Linked DNA regions of Mus musculus: regions 1, 2, 3 and 5 are each linked to region 4. Evidence: chromatin contacts called from public Hi-C, HiCAR-type and HiChIP or PLAC-seq data. All regions are on one chromosome and are shown on one strand. The core of a region is the stretch at or near the end of the contact, and the rest is flanking DNA. Distances in the headings are between cores, read along the strand shown. Region 1 overlaps Gm33410 (a long non-coding RNA gene). Region 2 overlaps Gm33597 (a long non-coding RNA gene). Region 3 has its middle 7.2 kb from the start of Gm33410. Region 4 overlaps Bnc2 (basonuclin 2). Region 5 has its middle 3.9 kb from the start of Gm33597.

The links. Hi-C and Micro-C count contacts between places; a contact is called where the count stands out from the background. HiCAR-type assays count read pairs that join an accessible place to other places. HiChIP or PLAC-seq counts read pairs in DNA pulled down with a chosen protein or histone mark.
Region 1: an H3K27ac HiChIP or PLAC-seq map of the NIH/3T3 cell line shows a contact between it and region 4, with 4 times the contacts expected there. The contact joins two enhancer-like sites. A contact is called at or near these places in 3 of 39 promoter capture datasets (embryonic stem cells, hippocampal neurons and stem cell-derived epiblast-like cells), 1 of 15 datasets of contacts at CTCF or cohesin (the NIH/3T3 cell line), 2 of 484 Hi-C or Micro-C datasets (embryonic fibroblasts and tail fibroblasts), 2 of 115 datasets of contacts at active chromatin or transcription factors (the NIH/3T3 cell line and vascular smooth muscle cells) and 2 of 9 other capture datasets (embryonic stem cells and embryonic trunk).
Region 2: a Hi-C map of muscle stem cells shows a contact between it and region 4, with 3 times the contacts expected there. The contact joins two enhancer-like sites. A contact is called at or near these places in 1 of 484 Hi-C or Micro-C datasets (muscle stem cells), 1 of 115 datasets of contacts at active chromatin or transcription factors (fibro-adipogenic progenitors) and 1 of 9 other capture datasets (liver).
Region 3: a contact with region 4 is called in a HiCAR-type map of embryonic stem cells, with 4 times the contacts expected there. The contact joins two enhancer-like sites. A contact is called at or near these places in 2 of 39 promoter capture datasets (the 3T3-L1 cell line and stem cell-derived epiblast-like cells), 1 of 15 datasets of contacts at CTCF or cohesin (the NIH/3T3 cell line), 10 of 484 Hi-C or Micro-C datasets (cochlea, cumulus cells, embryonic fibroblasts and 4 more), 2 of 115 datasets of contacts at active chromatin or transcription factors (embryonic stem cells and vascular smooth muscle cells) and 3 of 9 other capture datasets (embryonic stem cells, embryonic tail and embryonic trunk).
Region 5: a contact with region 4 is called in a Hi-C map of embryonic stem cells, with 1.8 times the contacts expected there. The contact joins two enhancer-like sites. A contact is called at or near these places in 3 of 484 Hi-C or Micro-C datasets (all in embryonic stem cells), 3 of 115 datasets of contacts at active chromatin or transcription factors (all in embryonic stem cells) and 1 of 9 other capture datasets (embryonic stem cells).

What each region holds. Positions count from the first base shown.
Region 1 is chr4:84,087,037-84,089,736 of GRCm38.p6, forward strand. The region is part of intron 1 of Gm33410 (a long non-coding RNA gene); the gene reads left to right. Among named protein-coding and RNA genes, the nearest start is that of Gm33480, 6.5 kb to the left of the region's middle. Within about 2 kb of position 1,390, at least 38 of the 459 cell types and tissues checked have an H3K27ac peak or open chromatin away from gene starts, as enhancers often do. A contact at or near this core is called in the NIH/3T3 cell line and tail fibroblasts, where this site is marked.
Region 2 is chr4:84,201,152-84,203,851 of GRCm38.p6, forward strand. All of the region lies in intron 5 of Gm33597 (a long non-coding RNA gene), which reads right to left. Among named protein-coding and RNA genes, the nearest start is that of Gm33597, 18 kb to the right of the region's middle. Within about 2 kb of position 1,275, at least 72 of the 459 cell types and tissues checked have an H3K27ac peak or open chromatin away from gene starts, as enhancers often do. A contact at or near this core is called in fibro-adipogenic progenitors and muscle stem cells, where this site is marked.
Region 3 is chr4:84,063,919-84,066,693 of GRCm38.p6, forward strand. No RefSeq gene overlaps it. Among named protein-coding and RNA genes, the nearest start is that of Gm33410, 7.2 kb to the right of the region's middle. Within about 2 kb of position 1,368, at least 18 of the 459 cell types and tissues checked have an H3K27ac peak or open chromatin away from gene starts, as enhancers often do.
Region 4 is chr4:84,522,060-84,524,759 of GRCm38.p6, forward strand. All of the region lies in intron 3 of Bnc2 (basonuclin 2), which reads right to left. Among named protein-coding and RNA genes, the nearest start is that of Bnc2, 150 kb to the right of the region's middle. Within about 2 kb of position 1,277, at least 124 of the 459 cell types and tissues checked have an H3K27ac peak or open chromatin away from gene starts, as enhancers often do. A contact at or near this core is called in the NIH/3T3 cell line, embryonic stem cells, fibro-adipogenic progenitors and 2 more, where this site is marked.
Region 5 is chr4:84,223,251-84,226,016 of GRCm38.p6, forward strand. No RefSeq gene overlaps it. Among named protein-coding and RNA genes, the nearest start is that of Gm33597, 3.9 kb to the left of the region's middle. Within about 2 kb of position 1,496, at least 5 of the 459 cell types and tissues checked have an H3K27ac peak or open chromatin away from gene starts, as enhancers often do. A contact at or near this core is called in embryonic stem cells, where this site is marked.

The DNA of each region.
Region 1 (2,700 bases), core at 140-2,639, 430 kb before region 4:
AAGATATACTGTTTTATCAAATATTTTCTTTATTTATATTTTGAGATGGTTATGATTTTTTCTTTATCCTGTTACTCTGATGAATTCTGTTGACTGATTTCTATGTTAAACCAACCTTGCATGTCTGAAGTAGAGTTGCTTTGTGATATTTGATCCTTTAAGTGTATCTATACATCAGAATTTTATTTCTGTGACAATGTTGGGTGCTTCGGCGATTGCATAGTATTGAGACGACCAAGTGAGCTGCCCAGCCAGGTATAATTCAGGGGCCGAGTGCATGCGGAAGCTCCCGGATTTCAGATCATACCGAAACCTAAAGCCCCATGCCACACTTATATTTAGGAGATGGAGAATTCAATCAGAACTGACCGCAAATCAGACCAAAGGGGAAAATCTATAGTTTGAAACTAATTTTCCTTCAAAAGGGAACAGAGAAGATGAATCACCAGCACTGGGTTATAATGTTGGGAGGCTCTGAAGGCCAAAATGGTGAACTGTAATTATCATTTATAATGTATATTCATAATCATATTGCTTCTAGAACATCTTCATTATCTTTCACTTTTGAAATGATTGTTGTTCCCAACAGACTGGAGAATCCACTTTTATTAGGCCCAGATCATCAATCCAAACCTTTTAAGGTAAGAGTGTTGCTACCTCAGAAGCCAAGGAGACATTTCCTAGCTGGAAAGTGAGCACTCCGTAGTCATTAGCCTCCTGGACCTGTGAGCCAACCCGGCTGCCACTGAAGTTACACTGGCCTCAAATTAACCTGCTCCATTTGTCCACGAATCTTGTCCCTCCTTCTACAGACTAAGTTCTCCACGGCCTTGACAAGCCTTGTTTTATACCAGAGCTAAGTTTCTGGGGGACGGCATGTCGAAATTGAATTTGGTTTCTACAGTTTTATTTGTAATGGAGCCTGTGTTTAAAAGAAAGCCATACTCAATACTTTAAAAGGCAAGTATCCATCGTCTCATCTAACTGGTGTCAGAAATCCTCACTTGCAAAGCGGTAATACCTTTCGTTTATTATTATGGTAGCATCATAAAGCGGACCTTCTTCTCACCTCCTGCACTCCCTGACTGCAGGATTCTTCGGGCAACGCTGATCTCCTCAAGCCTCACAGAGGCCTCCCTTTCCACTCTGTCTGTCATCTTCTCTCCGTCTCAGTGTTTCCTGACTCTGCCTTTGAGCTCCCCCGGTCTCCCAGTTCTGCCTCCCATGGTTGCTCCTCTGTACGATCCATGCCCTTTACTGTTGCGGTGGCCCACGCGCACTGACCTGTTTATGTTAAGACTCTTTGGGATCCTCAGGGACAGCTCACCAGTGACCAGGGGCAGAGCAGCTGTATCAACTCAGCTTGGGGAAGCTCAAGTATCCAGTGATCTTGGCTGCGTGGAGTTTGAAATTAAGCCCAGCATATTACTCACGGCAAAACTCGGGGCCAGCCAAGTTAAATAGAGCACTCCCCGAAACATTCGCAGACTGATTAGAGAAGGAAGCTCCGACTGAAGAGCTCCTATTTTGTGCCTGCTTCTTATTTTTTTAAACAACATGCTCTCTGCAAGCAAGATGGAGAAAGTGGAAACCTCAAAGAATGATATTTATTAATTTAAAATGTTTCGGCCTGTGAACATATGCCAGGTCCCTTTAACTTGATAACAATGGCCACAATTCAATCAAGCTCTTCCTCTCTTTAGAAAGGGCACTGAGTGCTTTGTAAGTAAGCACTGTTGCATTTAATCTTCATGTGAACTGCGCTGTAAGTAGGACTACTCTTCCCATCTGCAGGTGGGCAAGGAGAGGCCCAGAGAAAGCCCAGGACACACTTCTAAGTGATGGAGTTAGAATGTGCTTTCACCTTCTTAGCTGCTCTCATGTGGGTGCAAGTGCCCGGGAACACCTTAAGAGAAGCCGTGGCATTACCCCATGCCTCTGATGGGAAGATGGTTTTTGTTTGGAAGAACTTTGAAGGCCAGGAGTTCAGCAAGCTGGAACACACACCCTACTGAATCAGGCAGGGCTTAATTTGGCAGATTATTTTCTGACCAGAAGGAGATGCTTGCCTTGGAGGAAGAAAGGGGATCATTTAATGGACTTACAGAAAATATTAGTACTCTGTGTGTGTGTCTGTCTTTCTCTCTCTCTCTGTGTCTCTGTCTGTGTTTTTGTCTCTCTCTGTCTCTCTGTCTCTGTCTGTCTGTCTGTCTGTCTCTGTCTGTCTCTGTCTCTGTCTCTGTCTCTGTCTCTGTCTCTGTCTCTGTCTCTCTCTCTCCAGAACACTTGACCTCTTCCCAGGTCATGGATCATTCTCTCTGTTGGCCTTTCTACCTGGGATTGTTCTGGGAATCCTGAAGCTAAGTCCTTGGTCATCCATTTTACCAGACCTGTTCTATCATTTGATCGGGTATCACCGGCACCCTCTGCCGCTGAACATCCACATAGACATGTTTATCGGTGCACTGAGAATCGGTGTACTGAGAATCCTGCTTCTAACAAAGCCCTGGGAATTCCATTGTTTTCCATGCTGAAAGTTTTCATTTGAAAAATAGACCTCTTTGTTTAACTAATGAAAAGGAGGGGTTACTGCTCACTTCTCACGCTGGGTAAGAATTCCACGGGGCAGTAATTCTATTTCTCAGTGGAAAATGTTTCGGTTTCTTAATATTGTTTTGCAGGCTGGTCTCTTCCCAGCCC
Region 2 (2,700 bases), core at 25-2,524, 320 kb before region 4:
TGGGCACCTATGGCTCCCATGGACACACTACAACCAATCACATAGAAAGAATGTGCATTCGTTCCCCCCTCCCCCCACTCCAAGAAGCCAGGACTGCAGGCAGTAGCAAAGGAGGGGGAAGGGGAATAAGAAAGAAGTTCCCGACAGCCCCCTCGACTGCTTAGAGCTCATCTGGAGCACTGGGGCAGTGTGAAGCTTTGCTGTTAGACTGAACTGGGATTGTTTTTAAAACACATTTTAACACTGTGACAAGAAAGTGGTTGTTAGGAACTGTTCATATTGCCCATAGTTGAGATGGTGAATCCTAACCCATAAAGTGATCAACAGCGATGAGACCAGTCTCTGGAAAAGCCACAGAATGTTTCTTCTGATGTCCCTGACCTAGTAATGCACACACCCCCAACATTATCAGGGGAGAGAAACACATTTAAGGAGCCACAGTTCACATGGGAAGTTCTACTCAGCACCAGAAGTTTGGCTCCACTTGTTAAAAATAAAATAAAATAAAATAAAATAAAAATAAAATGAAGCAAGAGTAAGGGTTTGAGGGATGGTAGGCACACAGTGCTGAAGACCAAGTACAGAGGAGGAAGGCAGGCGACCTGCATGAAGGGCAACGTCCCCATAACATTTGAGGCTATAAACACCCCAGACTGTCTACCTGAGTGCAAGTAGGTACAAGGGTCCAACAGAGTCATTGCAGCACGCCTGGGCTTGGTCTCTACCTCAGCTTCTAAGTGGTCCTGCTCTGGGGATGTAGATAGAGGCTTGGGATGCTCATGGCAGCCTACAGCCTGGTCAATTCCTTCTAGCCCTTATTTTGGCTTCAAGAGCTGAGTGCACACCACACACACACACACACACACACACACACACACACACACGAGAGAGAGGGGGGAGAGAGAGAAAGAGAGATTGATTCATGGCTCCCAGGAACTCCCAGTACTGGAAACTAGTACGCCCTACTACGTGTTGGTCTCCAAGGCCATCCTACTGAACATTGAGTCATCTGATTATTGTTCCCATGACTGGGTCTCTTTCTTACTATGCTACAAAATTCCTAAGTAGGAGTTAAAATTCTCACTGTGTCTGGCCTGTGGAGAGAGCTAGTGGTACCTTCTTCACTCACTTCACTTTACATCTTATAAACAAACCCCCATTTCAATAGAGCCTGCTCCTCTTCCCATGCATTGTGACTTCTGCCCCTCCCCTGGGGCAGGGGTATGACAGGCAGTGCTCACAAAGAGGCCCGATGCTATTAGTCAGCTTGGTTGTCACAGCAGGCAGCCACAGCCTGGCAGCTGAAACAGCAGATGTTTGTTTTCTCACAGTCTGGAGCTATATGTCTGACCAAGGTGGCAATAGGGTCTGTGTCTGGTGACCAAGCCTGACTTGCAGGTGGCTGCCTGCTCCCTGGGCCCTCGTGATGCCTTTCCTCTGTGCACATGTACTGAGAAATCCTCAGTATTAAAGACCTCAGCCTTGCCACCTCATTTAACATCATCTCTGTAAAGATTCTATCAGGAAGTACAGTCACATTGGGATGCTCAAATTCAACTTCACATAGTCCTCAAAGCTTCCCTTGTCCACTCACAGTTCAAGGCCACGGTGCCAAGGAATGCCATCGCAAGTCAGCCTCGACAGGAGATCGACACAAATTCTGAGGGCTCCCATGACGTGCCTCAGTTCTCACAGCATCTTGGGAAGCGAGTGCTGCTTCTAGCCATTTCCTTGCCTTCTCCTCACTCCTCACAAGCTTCCCTCAGAACGGCTCTGCCGAGCACACCTCTTCAGTCCAGACAAAATCCTCCCGATCGCTCATGAGAGACGCTATGCATTCTGGGCCCTACAGGGTTCATCGGTCAATGGGACACTACTAGGCCATTGATAGAAAATGATTCAGCAGCAGTAGGTGGGAGGGGTGGGACAGAGATCTGTGGCACAGAGGACATTTCCAATTACTGTCCTCTGGTCCTACGTGGGGGCAGGGACTGTCTCTTCACAGGCATTGCAGCAGGTAGATATGCAATGTGGGCATCTTAAGACGTGAGAAATGTGGCTGTTTCTGGTAGAATCCTCCAGTGTGTTCAGTCAACTAAGACAAGATGATGGAGGCTCAGGGCTAAAAGGGGTACCAGGGGAGACTGAGAGGTGCCTCCTGCCTTAAGACATTGATGGCCTGTAGGGAGAGAGAGACATAATTAGCCAACCATAGTATAGTTGAAGTGCCCAGATTAAATTATGTATCATATGCTCCCGGCTCCCTGGAAGAGAAACATTTATTCTGCCAGGGAGGTGGGGGCACATTAGAAAGGAGGAAACTGGGGCTTAACGGGTAACAAGGTGGAAAGGTTTGCCTGAGGTCAATGACACAGTCCAAGCAGATTTGGATACTGGGCCAGTGCCCTGTGCCTCCAAGGTTTGAGACGTTCCATGCCCTGCCTCCTTTCTGGTAATTCTGATGCTTAGCATCCTGGGAGAAGATGCTGGCAGGACCTCTCCAGGACCCTGGTCTGGGTCTCTGGAATGGAATCAGGTGGCCAATGCCTTTCTGTGTTCTAAAGCCTCTTGCCCAGTGTAGCAGGAGTTGGGAAGGAGGGTTGGGGTGCACCTGGACTGGTCTCCTAAGCAGACAGGAAGTGATGCCTTCTGGGCTATTCTCAGCAGCTGTTTCTTGCTTGGCATGCTTCAGACAAACAG
Region 3 (2,775 bases), core at 118-2,617, 460 kb before region 4:
CCCCCAGTGTTGAACAGTGGGGTCCTAGATAATCTGGGGATTTTCCACTTCATGCTCCCCCACTCCCACCCTCATGCACCAGCTTTGTTTAAACAGAGGAAAAGACTTGAGGACAGGGCTAAGGAGCAAGCTGCCACCGCTCTGAGATTGTGTTAAGACATGCTGGAGTTTGAAAGTTTGTAACCATGTGGTTCTGGTTGTGTCCCTATGTGTGAAAAGTGTTCCTTTGTTTATTTATGCTTTCGTGGCCACTGTGTATATGTGTGTATTGCCATAGGCTTTCTAACATAAACAGAGGATGCTAGCGTAAACTTCCAGTGGGACCTGGTTTCTTCCTGCTGTGTACATTCAAACCCTCCAATCTAAGACTTTTAAATCAACAATTTTCCTTTTCAGAGAGGGTCATTATTTGTTTAGCAGTGCACAGGCTGGTCAGCACGCTGGGCGTTTCTATTCTCTTGACAAAACTGAAGCCCAGGCTGAGATCAGAGTTCTCTGCTATGTGGGTTCTCTAGGCCACAGGTGGCCAAGACGTCCCTTAGGCAGGACCTGAAGCCCTAAAAGCAGGAGTCTTTGTTGCTCCCAACTTCCATTTCCTCAACCCTTAAAATGTCTGGACCCAGCAAACTCCACCCTGTTATTTCCAGGAATGCTTCAGTCAGGCGTTTTACCCCCATCTTTAAAGGCAATGGAGCTTTGCTGCTGCTCCTGCAGCTGTAGCAGACAGCGCATGTGTCGTCAGCTTTTGTCTGTCTGCAGAGGCACCATTCAAGACGCCTCCCTGGAAGGTGATGTCTGAAGTGTTATTCTTAAGGAAGCAAAGCACCTAAGTATGGAAGAGTGTTGTGCAGAATGGGGCTTTCCCGGCTGTGGGGCTCCAAAGCTGGGAGGATAAACTCGCCCAGCAGAGGGCGCCACCGCGCCGGCGCTTACAGCTGTGCAAGCCAGGCAGGGGGATGCTCAAAACCACAGAAAAGGGGAAATTCCATACTTTCCCCCCACCTGCCTCGACCTCCCTCTTTCTCCTCCCTCATCTCCTCTCAGCCCCTTCCTTTCTCCCTCTGTTACCACCCTGTCTCAGTCTTTCTTCCTGACCATCTCTAACTCTTAACCCCTCCCTAACTTTAGCAGGGCACTCCTGGGAGCCTCAAGTCTAGTAACTGAGTGTTAATTATGTCTGAGTGGATTCTAGAGGAAAAGAAAACCATATACTGTATCAGCAGAGAAATGGTTTCACTATGAGGAAACTAATGATGCTTTTATCAGGAACAATATAAAGATTGCTTTTTTACTAGTGTGTGTCCCGTAGGGTTCAGGGCTATGAGATATTTCTGTATCTGGCTTGAGGTTCCTCTGAGCTTTTACATAATCAAATCAATATAGCCATGATTCACCCTCTGGCAACAACTGCTCGCTGCAAGTTTGCTGTTGCTCCTTTAGTGGCTAAAAGGAAAATAAATAAATATATAGAAAGGAACTTATTATGAATCGGTAGCCATTGATTTGTTCCGTCTTCTGACTTCCTTTTTAATTGCACCGCGTACACATGTTCTCACACACAGGCAGCATGATCCCGTAAGTTCACGGCCAGTCAGAAATAAGGTGGCCAGGAGTGCCTGAGGGCTTGCCACTGTCCATTTGGAAGAGACAGGTTGCTTGTTCGGAGAGAATAAAGCAGAGGTGGAGATGGGAGCCGGCCCCCTCACACTCTGTACATTGTTTGCATCTTCTTTCTCATCCCTGTGAATTCCCTACATTCCGGGCATGATTTTGGCTCTTGCCTCTCTCTCTCTTTCTCTCTCAGTTATCTTGTTTTTGTATCAGGAATTTCCCTCCCCTCCCCTGGCAGAAACCATCTGCTTAGGACCCAGATCTGTCCCCAGGGCTGTCAGCGAGGCCCCAATATTTTTCTCCCATCCTGAGGACAACTGGTCTGGACCCAAAGAGTGGATTGGGGGGGGGGGGGAAGCTTGGGAGAAAGAAGTAAGGGAGAGTCCATTCAGTGTAGGGAGCAAGCCACCTACGATGGCGGGCCAGTGTCTTCCCTTCTCTGTCCCGAGGAAGTCACAGGAAGGAGCTGCACAGAGCCTGAAGCCTTCACAACACACCCAGCTTGCTGTTTCCTTCACCACTTTCTCCCTTAAAGTAAATAAACACAGACGGCTTTCAAACTAACCCTCGTGAGAGAAGTCAGTGCCATACAACTGTGTCATCTGCTTTTCATAGGCAAACTGGGATGACCACAAAATACAGCTTTTCTAGTGCCTTGTGTGGCTTAGAATCAACAAAATCAACTGATGGAATAAGTGTGTTAGTCTGTCTAGGGAGAAACCGAGATGGAGCCTCCCGGGCAATCTGCTGGTCACCGGGGATGGTGAAGTGCTGTGTGTTTTATGCTCTGGTCCTTAAATCAGAGACCTTGCTCATAGGTGTGCTTCATTTATCCCATCCCCTATAAGAAGAAAAACATGAGAAATAATAGCAGACACAAAACAGGAAAGAAAACCCATTCATGCAATTAAGATACCCAGAGTCCCTGGGGAAATAGTATCACCAAAATGAACATGTTCCCTAATTATGAAGGAATCCTGTTACTGAACACAATTCCCTGACAATAACACTATATCCCTCTGAGAAACAGTGGAGGAGAAATTCTGGAAGGCTCTCTCTGGCTAGTGGGGGGTAGAAAAATCTACCCTCAAAGAACATCATTTGCAGTTTCTCAGCAATGTTTACAGGCATCAGGACAGACAGGGTCCAGCTGGGGTGCAAGGG
Region 4 (2,700 bases), core at 27-2,526:
AAAAAAAAATGCTTCCATGATTAGAACTATCAACTATATTTCCAGATAAACTAAATGCACATGAAAGGTTATTTGACACTTTTATTTTCACACCCTGTGGGGGGGGGGGACAACTTTAAAACTGGTTATAATAAATAATAAAACAGAAAGGAAAAAAAAACAAATACCAGCAAAACCCTACATTTTAAAATCCCCGACTGGAAACCAGAGTCAGCCAAACTCTACTATCACCTGAGCAGCCACAGAGTAAAAGGAGCCAACTCTGTGGGGACCACAAGAGCTTAGGGAAGACGGTTAGTATATGAATATGTCTTACATGTGAAGCATCAAGTCCACATATAAATCTCGATTTTGTTGTAAAGTTGATTGCTTGCTAGTTTAAGACTTCCCATAAACAATGTCAATATATCTGTTTAAAAAGAACAAACCATCATACAAACACCACTAATCAGATTAAACTCTGGAGGTCTATTTTGACAAAATCATTTTATAAAAATGTACAAATCAAGCCCTTAAAATTCTACATAAATAGGGTACACTGGCTTACTCATGCCTCATTTTTTGTACAATATTCATGTTAAATTTCCGTTATATTCTGGAAGTATTTTAACATTTGGAAACATAGAGAAACTGGCAATTCAGAACTACAGCTCAAACTATGACTTTTCTTAAGCTATAGCTCTCCTCTTCACAGGGAGAAACCCAAATGCTTTACAAAGGTAGAGAGCAAGAGGAAACTGTTCCATCAGTGCACATTTTAATCTCTTACAAATGAACCGGATCATGAAAGAGTCCTGAGTGTTATTTGTAACGCTCACAAATACAAGCTATCAGTCCTCGGCAGGCAACTGTATGTTTGAAACAATAAAGGAGGCAGAAACACTCCTTGAGAGGGGCAAGGGAGGGACAGTGTGCAAAATCAGAGGTCATTGTTGAGGCCTGTACCCTCAACCTGAGGCTCCACGCAAGGTTTCATAGCACTCTTCCTTCCAGATACTCAATAACTTCCCTGTTTAAACTGCTCAAATTCCAGAATTCCTGGTTTTAAATCACGATGGAAAAGTCTGGAGAGAATTGAATTAGAATGGCTCAGGATAGCCTTTCTAAATGCAGGAGTGTTGGGGGGGGGGGGAGAACACAAGCGAGCACATACTTAAATTTGTTTTGTTTTAACTCAGACCTTCTGCATTCCAAAATTGTATGCCTCTGACTAATATAAACCGTTGTTATAGAGAAGCAGTTAAGGGGAGGGGGGGAGAGCCAGGGAGAAGGAATGGGGGAGTGGTAATGGTAACACACAGTACCATGAGCTGCAGAGGCCTCCCAGTCAGTGGTGCAAGGTTAACAGAGCAGTCCCGCTGGCCTTCAGGCAGACAGCAAAAACAGCCTGGGGAAAGGGGGACAGGGATGGCGGCCAGGGAGGGGGAGCCCTGCTTGGGCAGTTTACACAAGGCAGCTCAGCTCCTTTCTGGCTCATTCCTCCTCTCTATCTGCCGGCCTCTGTGTGTGTGTCTTGTCATATTTTCTTCAGCTGCTAATTGTCCGGACTACAAGACTTTAAACAGCCACAGTTGAAGAAAAAAAGTGAAACCCTTCTAAGTGACCATCAGAGCAAATCAGCTTCATGCTGATGGGTAAAATTTTCCAAGGGAAGTGTCCTTCTGATAGTTCCTGCGCCTCCAAGTCACCCCACCCCCAACCCCACCTCTGCCACACACACTCCCCTGGAGGGCTAAATGCACTGTGGCAATAAAACATTCATGCGACTTGGAATTTTAACACAATGCCATTTCCCTAGTTTAACCTGAAAGGAATGCACTAGTCACAACAGACTACATCATCCTGCCATTAAACCCTGCCAAGGAACCACTTTTTGGCCATGCTGGGCCAGCTTTGACGGGAAAGGAGTACACAGACCCACACACTGAGCACAGAGGGGCCACCTCTGCTTCCTCAGCCTTATCCAGAAACACCCTGCCCTTGAACATGACTCCTGACCTCTTGCATTGTGACTGGCTTGGGAGGCATGTGTCACCCTGGAACTTCTGTACAGCCACACACTGAGCAGGCCATTTGTGGATCCCTCTGAACAAGTCCTTGGGCAGATGCCAGCATCCTCTCTTATTACTACTGCTACCATTCAGGACCCTATGGCTTCGCAGAAGGAGGCTTTCTCCTGGGCTAGATAATGCTGTGAGATGCTGTGGGGCTTACTTTCCTCTGTTTTGTGCTTTTTTAAGAAACAAACTTCACTTTGCATTCATAATTAGGTTATGATTACTGACATGACCATTTGCTTTGGGGACTCCTTAGCGAAGGTGCCAGTTCTTTCACATTTAAGTGACATTTAATTTAGACTTACAAAATACAAAACAGAAATAATTCTGATGTCTCCTGACAATTTTAGAAGAAAATTTTTAGAAGAAAAAAAAAAATCAAAGGTGAAGAATTCTAAAACACGAAGTTAACCATATCACATAGCTAAAGCCTTATCACAACAGAAGCAAGCAACTGTACCGGATTTAAATCTGAACTTCTTGACTCATTACTTGTGAAGATCATGCTTGCAAGCAATGTAAACAAAAAGCAAGCGAAGGAACAAGACAACACACGCCTGCCCCTAATGAGGAGTTGAAGTCACACGCACTGGGCTGGGGATGCAGCAGAGGCATCCAGCATTGGCAAAGCCCTGAGTTCAAT
Region 5 (2,766 bases), core at 246-2,745, 300 kb before region 4:
CCACCTCATTCTCCCATCTTTAAGACAGGAATTATAATGTCTCCCTTATATAATGACTTTGAATGAATAGAGCGGTTAAGAAGAATATCTTGCTAAATAAATATTTGACAAATACTAGTTTGCTTCTAAAGGAACAACCCCATGAGTCCCGGAAATGGACAGTGGCTGGAGAATCATACGCCGAGATGAACACAAGGCCGACACTTGTAGTGCCTGGCATTTAACACAGACATAAAAGCAAATGAATATGAGTGGTCAGAATGCACAACCAATCATTTGCTACCAATCCTATAGAACTTTTTTCACACTACAAAATCAATTTCCACTGTGCAGTAGCGGTGCATGTCTTTAATCCCAGCACTCAGGAGGCAGAGGCAGGTCAACCTCTGAGTTTGATGGCAGCCTGGTCTACAGCCTGAGTTCCAGGACAGCCAAGGCTGCACAGAGGAACCCTGTCTCGGGGAGAAAACAAAACAAACAAACAAGCAAACAAACAAAACACCACCAAGAACAAGAACAAACCAGACCAAACCAAACCAAACAATTCTCATTAAATGTGGGCTGTTTTGGAATATAGATAATCCATGAGGGAAATGAAAATCAACCAGAATCATCCCAGCTGGAGATAGCTAGCATTGCTGTTTTGGTATGTAACTATCTGGGAATTTGTTGACATATCTGCGAAAATATTTTTTAAGGTTGTAACATGAGGAAATCTTCACATACCTTTTAATGAACTATTTTGCTTATTTAACAATGGATTGTGACCATCTTTCTATGCCGTTTAATGCCACTCCATTATGTGAGTTAAAATCTCGAAACTATTGCACTGATTGAATATATTCTTACTCTAAAGGATGCCTTCAGGCTCATTTCAATGTGCCCCTTTCAGAACGATATGGCAGGCACCTATCTCTAGATCAACACCCTAAATAATGTTCTTCCTAAGTGGTATCACTTTTGAATACTTCCTGATACTACATCCCTGGGTAGAGCATGGCTGTGTCAAAGTCTTAGGTCTACTACAATGGGAGAAGAAAGTAAGGAAGGCATATAAAGAAAAAACAAACTTCATTCTGCTTTCCCACTGATTAGACTCCTCATTCAGAGGAAATGGGGTTACAGTCCCAGCACCAGTTGTGATGAAGAACTAGGGGTGACCTTGGAAGTGGTCCAAAGCTGGCCACCCTACTGGAGAAACCGGGTGTGGAGCAGAACGGAGTCAGATTTCCAGTAGGTGCCTTCACCTCTAGCTATTTGACCCCAGGCAAGTATTTTAATGGCAGCAGCAAGGCTCTGAGAACTCCGAGAAATGATCTTTTCCATGTATGAGGCAGGGTGGTTGTTGTGTGGGTCTAATGAAAGGTCGCGGGTGAAAATGCTCTGTGAAGAGCAAATGAAACCAGGAAGCAGCTTTCCTGGGAGCAGCTCAGGGCAATTGAGCAGCTCTTCTTAAACCTCCAGAGACCACCCTCTCAGTGTGTGGCTTTAAGCTTTTGTTTGAAATAATGTGAATTCCCAGAACATCAGACACACCCGTGGTCAAAAGTAAGTAGGGCCCACACCCAAGCCAAGGGTGTTGGGAACCCTAGCTCCTTTCTGTTCACAGTTAGACACCGGCTCTGCCTTCTCTCTCTTTCCCCTTCCTGTGCAATCTACTAATCTTGAAGAAAGAAAGTTATAAACGCCACACTCCCTCCCTGAGGCAATCATGGGGGACTCTCTCCCATCCCACTCAATGGCATCTGATAGAGAGAAAGAAAGGAAACAGACAAAGAAGTGCTTGCTACTTTATTTAGGTCCTTGGGGTCATTGGTATTTCCTGATGCCAAATAATTTTGCTCTGCTGAGATCTTAAGAGAACTGTCAAGGGTAGATGTGCTTTTTGAAGCTTGGCACTCTATCAGGAATCAATTATTTGATCTCCCTTTTTGGATTCTTCCAGGGCATCTTCTTACCTACAATGGGCCCAGGTGACTGGTGGTTCAGAAGAAACCAAGAAGGGCTACTGAGAAGTATAACTTCCCTTCTCTCCTCTGCTAGTGTGATAAGGCTTATGGGACTATGGTGCGTTTCTTTTGGAAAATGAAATCTTCTAAGGTCATAGACAGGGACATGTAACCTGATAGGGTTGGTGTATGCTGCAGATAGGGACAATACTAAGATGCAAAAGGTTGGGAAGGAGCAACCTCCCAAGAAAGCTTAACTCTTCTCTCTGTTGTCACAGAACTGAACTCCTGCTCTCCCTTTACTGCATGTGACACTCTCGGCAAACTGGGTAACTTTTACCACCCACCACCACCACCACCATCCCACGCGAGCGCGTGCGCGCGCGCACACACACACACACACACACACACACACACACACACACACAAGATAAGAATATAACAAGTTACCACTAAAAATGGCTACGAGGGGAAGTGGGCTAATGTTGATAGATCAGAAGATGCTGCAGTGGCAGCCTTCCTGTTTTCCCACTTTGTACACACCTCGCTCCTGGGAGGGTGACTCAGGTTGAGCCAAGAGCATCACCAGCCTCTTTCAGAAATTAAGAAAAGACAGGTTGAGCTCATCCTAACACTAAAGCTTCTCCTTCCCCAGCACAGTGCTAAACAAACTCTGTAACCCTGCTTCCCGCCTCCCTGGGTGTCCTCTTCCTGGGTTTTCACTCAGAAGTTGAGAGAGAGCCCAGCAGCAGCCCTTTTATATAAGCATCAATCCCATTCATGAGGCCCAATCAGCTTCTAAAAGCCCTGTATCTTA